Linked DNA regions of Arabidopsis thaliana: region 1 is linked to region 2. The links are chromatin contacts, called in public capture Hi-C maps. All regions are on one chromosome and are shown on one strand. The core of a region is the stretch at or near the end of the contact, and the rest is flanking DNA. Distances in the headings are between cores, read along the strand shown.

What was found. Capture Hi-C pulls out chosen DNA fragments and counts their contacts.
Region 1: a contact with region 2 is called in a capture Hi-C map of seedling, with 1.8 times the contacts expected there. The contact joins the promoter of AT5G24760 here to the promoter of DMR6 in region 2. A contact is called at or near these places in 2 of 26 Hi-C or Micro-C datasets (callus and root) and 1 of 3 other capture datasets (seedling).

The regions. Positions count from the first base shown.
Region 1 is chr5:8,495,911-8,499,285 of TAIR10.1, reverse strand. It overlaps AT5G24760 (GroES-like zinc-binding dehydrogenase family protein), which reads left to right and starts at 1,708. Exons shown (of 10, transcript NM_122385.5): 1 at 1,708-2,092; 2 at 2,161-2,297; 3 at 2,383-2,420; 4 at 2,792-3,114; 5 at 3,199-3,281; 6 at 3,356-3,375. The coding sequence starts at 2,041.
Region 2 is chr5:8,376,915-8,380,451 of TAIR10.1, reverse strand. DMR6 (2-oxoglutarate (2OG) and Fe(II)-dependent oxygenase superfamily protein) reads right to left here and starts at 1,693. Exons shown (of 4, transcript NM_122361.4): 1 at 1,291-1,693; 2 at 775-1,022. The coding sequence starts at 1,488.

The DNA.
Region 1 (3,375 bases), core at 459-2,958, 120 kb before region 2:
GAGAGCAGAGTTTAAGATGGTTTTGAGTATCAATGTTGTTTATTACCAATTCGTTACCTAGATCTTTAAGTTAGCAAAAAAAAATTCGTTACCTAGATCTTCTTGTGTTATCCTACAAGATGAATTGAACTTCTTTTGCGTTTTACATTGATCGCATCAAATTGAATTCAATTCTTGGACCACGTACAGATTATTTGTTCGCCGGCTACAATTGATCTTCACGCTGGTATATAGAATAATATATTTTCTTGGGTCAGTTAAAGAATTATAAGTCTGTTTATCAAAACAAACAACTAATAATATGTCATTCCACGAAAAAATATATATATAACAAATAGATTTTTATTTTAAGTGGGTTATTGGTTGGTATTTTTAATCAACTCACCATATTTAATCAATAATTCAATATCATGTGATATGCTATTTGTTTAGAGATTTCTAAATACTAGTTGAAATCTAATGTGACTTTTTGGCCTTATAGGGTTCCAATTTGACATGATCCCGTGCATACTTACAGAGGTTCGGAGTTTCCATGGGCTAGCATCTTTTTATAGGCGTTTATTTAATATTCGACTATACTTGAATTTTAGCAAAAAAAATGATTCACAAACTAGTTAAAACATACAAGACCATTTTGCAAAAAAAAAAAAAAAAAAAAAAAAAAAAAGAGAGTGATATTTTATTTTTGTTATTATTAATCTATTAATCAGGACCAATTATGGTGGCCAGATACGTTGAACCTACACATGAACAAATATACACGTGCCTCTCCACGAGTGTTAGGTGTGAATATATATATATATATTGCATGGGGACAAGCCTCGGTCATATTCTATGTTGCATGTGTCTCTCTATATCTATTGATCGTTGTCCATTTTCTGCGTAATGAAAGTGAGTATTTTTTTCATGAGTTTCATGATCATATCATTATCACCCGACTATGTACCAATGCACCAATTACTCAAATCATGGTCACGACTCACGACAATTCATGTAAACAATTTAACAACGATACATTACAATTTGTAGCTAGGAAATTATAAAGTTTGTGGTTTGGAAGATAACAATTAAAACCAATAAAACTTTAACAAAAAAAACAATTAAAACCAATAAACAATCTCCTTTTCTTTTGTCATCGATCAAGATTTTTTTTTTTATCGATTATGAATTTTATTAAAAACTGAAAGTTCAAAAGGGTACATAAAATTAGAAAGGACATAGAAAACCAGACCAGAAAAAAACTTGAAACAAATCAAACTCTAATCTCTTGCTGCACCAAGATCATGAAGCCAAGAAGACTCTCCAAGTGTTTTAGAACAATTAAAACGTTCAAATCCAATGAACCATCTCTTTTGGTCCTTTATTTTAAGAGAAAATATTATAAAAAGAGGAACTTTTTTCTCCAGTATTTCACTTCCTGGAAAAAAAGTAAAATTATGAATAGTACTACATCATAATGTTAATGTATGTGAGGGAATACTATTCATCAAACTCATCTTTTCTCAAAATGATGTACCATTTGAAAAATAATTTCCTCATTTTTCAATTTAATCGTATCATGAATATAATGGAGTAAGATAAGCCCAATAGAGCCCACTATAAAAAGCCCAATAATATTATTCTCATCTCATGTCCTCGTTTCTTTCACAAAAAAGTTTTTTTTTTGGTTTCTTTGGTTTCATGTAATTCCATAAGAATGTCGAACGCAGAAGAAACTAAAATTAGATTTGAATAATTGAATCCATTGCAAGACTTAGGATGAAGTTTCGGATTAGTTGACGAAAAGGGTTGGTGGCGGGAATAACTTTCATCGAACGTGGGACCTCTAAAGCTGTAAAGTCAGCATTTTTTTAACTTTGTTGAATCACTTAAGCTCAATGGTGGTTGGTGGTGATTCGGTGTTAGGTGAAGAACCTCTGTTTCTTCCTCTTCTTCTTCAGGGTCGGTGTTAGGTGATGAAGCTCCGTTTTTTCGTTTTCGTCTTCTTCTTCTTCAAGGTCTCTTCGTTTTGTGCTTGAAGTAAGAAAATTTGGGAGAACAATGTCGGCTTCTTCTTCCTCCTTTGAACAACCTCAAGTCATAACCTGCAACGGTATAAAAAAAGGTTTTTTTTGTATTTGTTGATGAAAGATTAGGGTTTTTGATTGAGAAATTCTGTAGCGGCGGTGGCATGGCGTGCTGGTGAGCCATTGGTTATGGAGGAAGTTGAAGTGAGTCCACCTCAACCACTTGAGATCAGAATTAAAGTTGTATGTACATCTCTCTGTCGTAGTGATCTCTCTGCTTGGGAATCTCAGGTTTGCAGTTTCTCTTCTTTACTATAACCTGTTCATGTATTTGGCTTTATAAGTGTCTCTGATGAAGTCTCCATTTATGGTACAGTCTCTTTTGCCTCGAATATTTGGCCATGAAGCTGCAGGGTAAGTTACTTCTGTTCATAACCTCATTTCTAGATTATGTAGAATGTGGTGTGAAATTGAGTGTTCTGTTGTCATTCTTAGTGTGATGTAGCACCATTGTTGCAGTCTTTGGTATAGGACTATTATAACTAGATTTGCCAGCTCAAGAGCAGACCTTTCGTGGGTTAGTTGAGAGGTGAAGGTTTAAAGAAGAGCGAGGAGAATGCGTTGCATTCTGGATTTGTCTAGGGTCTTGGTTTAGGCATTGGTCGAGAGTTAGAGACTTTGCTCATTATTCAAGTGTCTTCTATGGTCTACTTCTTTGTGAATTGAGTGAAAGAAAGAGTTTACTGGTTTGAATCCTATCATTGTGTCCATGTATGTTTCTGCAGTATAGTGGAGAGCATTGGAGAAGGTGTAACTGAGTTTGAAAAAGGAGATCATGTGCTTGCTGTATTCACTGGAGAATGTGGGTCATGTCGGCATTGCATATCTGGGAAAAGTAACATGTGTCAGGTTCTTGGAATGGAGAGGAAAGGTTTGATGCATAGTGATCAGAAGACACGCTTCTCCATCAAAGGCAAACCTGTTTACCATTACTGCGCGGTTTCAAGTTTCAGCGAGTACACTGTGGTTCACTCTGGCTGTGCTGTCAAAGTCGATCCACTGGCACCTCTGCATAAAATTTGTCTTCTAAGCTGTGGAGTAGCTGCAGGTAGTTAAAAAATAATGTTTTTAAAGTGATGAAATGCCAACAATTATCTATAGTCAGTACTGAGAATCTTGGGTGTAAATTTAGGTCTTGGTGCAGCATGGAATGTTGCTGATGTACAAAAAGGTTCAAGTGTTGTGATATTTGGTCTTGGAACTGTCGGTCTTTCTGTAAGTATAGATACAGAAGTTTTGATGATTCTGTTTTAATGGAGTCTGATGTGGGATTAATCTCCTATGAGTAGGTTGCTCAAGGTGCCAAACT
Region 2 (3,537 bases), core at 444-2,943:
AAAAACAGAACACAATAAATAGTTATAGTGATATGGTATATTGTATCGAAATTAAAAGTTTCATAGATATGTTGTTGATAAAAGACAGAAATAGAAAATATGCTGGTGCGAAGATCATATGCTCGTATGTTTTATAATGTTGACAATAGATGCTTATACATCTGAAGAGAAAAGGCAATTCTTGCTCCAGTTTTGTTTTGTTTTGTTTTGCTTTGTTGTGAATTTTATAATGTTGTGAATGTTTGCTCTAGTTTTTATAATGAAGCATCGTAGGAAACACTCCACTCTTGTACATATTTTTTTCAGTTCTGATCAATCAATTAAACATTTCAACAAAAACTTTATAGGAATCATGACAAACAGAAAATGTTAAGAAGACATACCTCACCCTTATATATTTTTGATAGGTAGCCTAGATGCTTTAAAAGCATTTGGTATTATTAATAATTTAGGGTATAATATGATTATATATATACATGGGTTTACAATAGAATCTAAATCTATTCCGGTAAAGATAGTCTACAAATAGCTAATAATATCCTATTTTTGGCAATTCTGACACATCAAAAATCAACAATTATATTAAAGACGTGAGATATGCCATAAACCTGATAGATCGTTTTACCTATTTAAGCACATGCAAGTATATGTTTTTATTCACTATGGAACGTTATAAAATCAATAGAATAGTTACTAGAAAGTATTAGAGAAAGAAAATGTAAAGTAAAATTAGAATTTATCAAAAGAAAATTAGAGGTAAGTTTAAGTGCTTACTTGAAAGAAGGAGGGTTTGACGGCCACTCATTGACATACTTGTGGATAGGATAACAATGGAGTCTTAGATAGTCTCTCCAATTGTTGACTTCTTCTTTCTTCACATTGAAGCTCGTCGATAATCTTGTTGTCTTCGTTGGATCGTCTGAATATAGCTTCATTTTTTCTTCCATAGACATGCTAAAGAACTCACGCGCAACACTCACCATCTCATCTATTATTTGTTTGTTAACTCCGTGATTTATGACCTCGAATGATTAACCACGAAAATAAAAAAAATTAACCACTTTGTATATAAGTTCCGAATGATAATAGTCAGCATAGAACTAGTCAACCATCATAAAGTTGTTGTTTTTTTTGTAGAATTTTATATATAATCTATTTGATTAGAGAAGGTTCATGCTAATTATGTACCACTTTTTAACCAAATACAACAAAAGAAAACACACATATCTTTTTAATAGAAGCAAAAAGCTCATGCGTGATCTAAACGTATATATAATTATAATTAGGTACCTGAAAAAATCCGAATCGGGCACAAGCTTGGTGGATTTGTTGGATGAGAAAAGATCGATCAGTGGAAGAGAGATCGATGAGAGGGAAATCTTCGAGTTGAGAGACTTCAGAGAGACGTGGACGGTCGGAGATTGGCCGGACATAGTTTTCCGGCAAAGTAGTATGACGGAAACCGGTGGATATCAGCTTTGCCGCCATTTGATGTCAGAAAATTGAAGAAGAATCAAAAAGGGTATAAGAGATAAAGGAAGGAAGGCTCGACTTTGAGTATATTATGTATGCGATGTGCATCGATGATATATATAAAACAATGCAGTGTTACTCGGTCCTACTCTCAATTGATTATGTTTTCAAGTGAATTGTTTTTGTTATATAAGTATGCATATTATTCGAATGATTTTTAATTCTTAATCCACCGAATATAGTGGATTTTCGAAAGGACAGCTGTGGGTTTTATAAGATTTATGATTAAAAAATTAAATGTTTGGATATTTTTAAGTGTTTTTTTTAAATACTAGGAGGTTCTTGGTTAATTTGGTTAATGTTTGTAATCTCTTTAACCAACTATTTTTAAGTTTCACCTAAAATCTTTATCAATTAAGCTAATAATACTTAGTTTAAATTGTTTTTATATACTATTTATCTCAATTTTTTTTTCCTTCTTAATTCCATAACAAAACCTAGATTATTTTTTGGGCAAATACATAACCTAGATTAGCTTCCGTGAATCCACAAAACTTTATAATTTTTCTTATTAAGGTATGTAAGAATGGACAAGCTATGAATGACAATTTTTTTCTTAAAACATCTGAAAAACAAATAGTTTTTAATCTAAATTCATAAGAAAAATCTACACACATTACTTCAAACAGAAACAATTAACCCACCAAAAGTAATTTTTCCGATTTTCTTATAAGCTAACTTTAAGATACTCTAACCATCTTATTTATTAAAAAAGAATTACCTTAAGCATCTACCAAAGTTAATATATATTATATTTTAAAAAGTCAGAATAGAATTAATAAATTACGAAATTAATTAACTGCTCAAGATTCAGATTCAGCTAGTTTACAATAAAACGAAAATCAAAATACTCAAGCTCTACATTTTCATTATTTTTACCATAACAAAATTCAGACAAAAAAACATTGATATAATGTCATCATTCTAGCGTCACAGCAGTGACGTCATGAATGATTGTTGTCCAAGGCTTACGACTGTGTCAGCTCAGCATCATATCAGTAATAAGTACTTCGAATGAGATTGGTTTTTTTTATTGTTCGTCGACTTCGGAAGAGAAAAAAATGAGATTAATAACTGCATTGATAAACATTACGATGACAGTAAATAAAATAATTATTTTTGACAACAAGGGCTTGATTAACTATCTTTCCTCTTTCTTTGACCTTTTCAAATTGTGTTTACGAATAAACATTATCATAAGTGACATACTAACGTACAATATTTCGATGTTGACTTTTAAACATACAATATAAAATATAAGCGATTGTGAGGAGTGACAGAGAATACAAAACGAACCGAACCAAACCGATCTAGCTAAATCTATTTTAAATTGTTGTTGATAGCTATTCTCCAGTTAACCGAATCCGCACCATAAAATTCAAATCTCGGTTTGGTTTGGAAAAGCCCATTCGGTTCTTGATCGTAGTCCTAAATAAAGACAATCATTTATTTGATTATTTCGATTGTAAACATAAACTAATATCTTCTTATTTATAATTATTATAATTTTGGTTTTTTTTTTTAGTTTTGGGTATTTCAGTTACTATAAGTTTAAATTTCATTAATATTTGTGGTTATATAACTATATTTTTGTTTAGATTTAGTTAAAACAAATATTCAAGAAAGTGGATTAGAAGATCGTTTAATTAGGCGCTAGCATTCTCGTACTGCTTAAATGTTACTAAAATCAGTTTTATTTTACATAGAGTTAAATTGGTAGATTATGTAACAATTAGGTAGTTATAAGTTATTTAGATAGATTTAAATGTATCTCGGTTTTTATTAAAAAAAATTATCTAGATTGCGTCTTAAAACAGCATTCATATTTTACCTTATTTTAGAACGTAAACTTCTAAACTTATTTTTGAAAAACTGAATTTTTTATGTTAAAATAATTTATTCATGTTATTTTTATTATATTATGTTAAACAAAGATATGTAACTTATTTTTTGAATTATAAAAATTGTTTGAAAATCGTTTAGAGTTTGATTAAATATTTAATG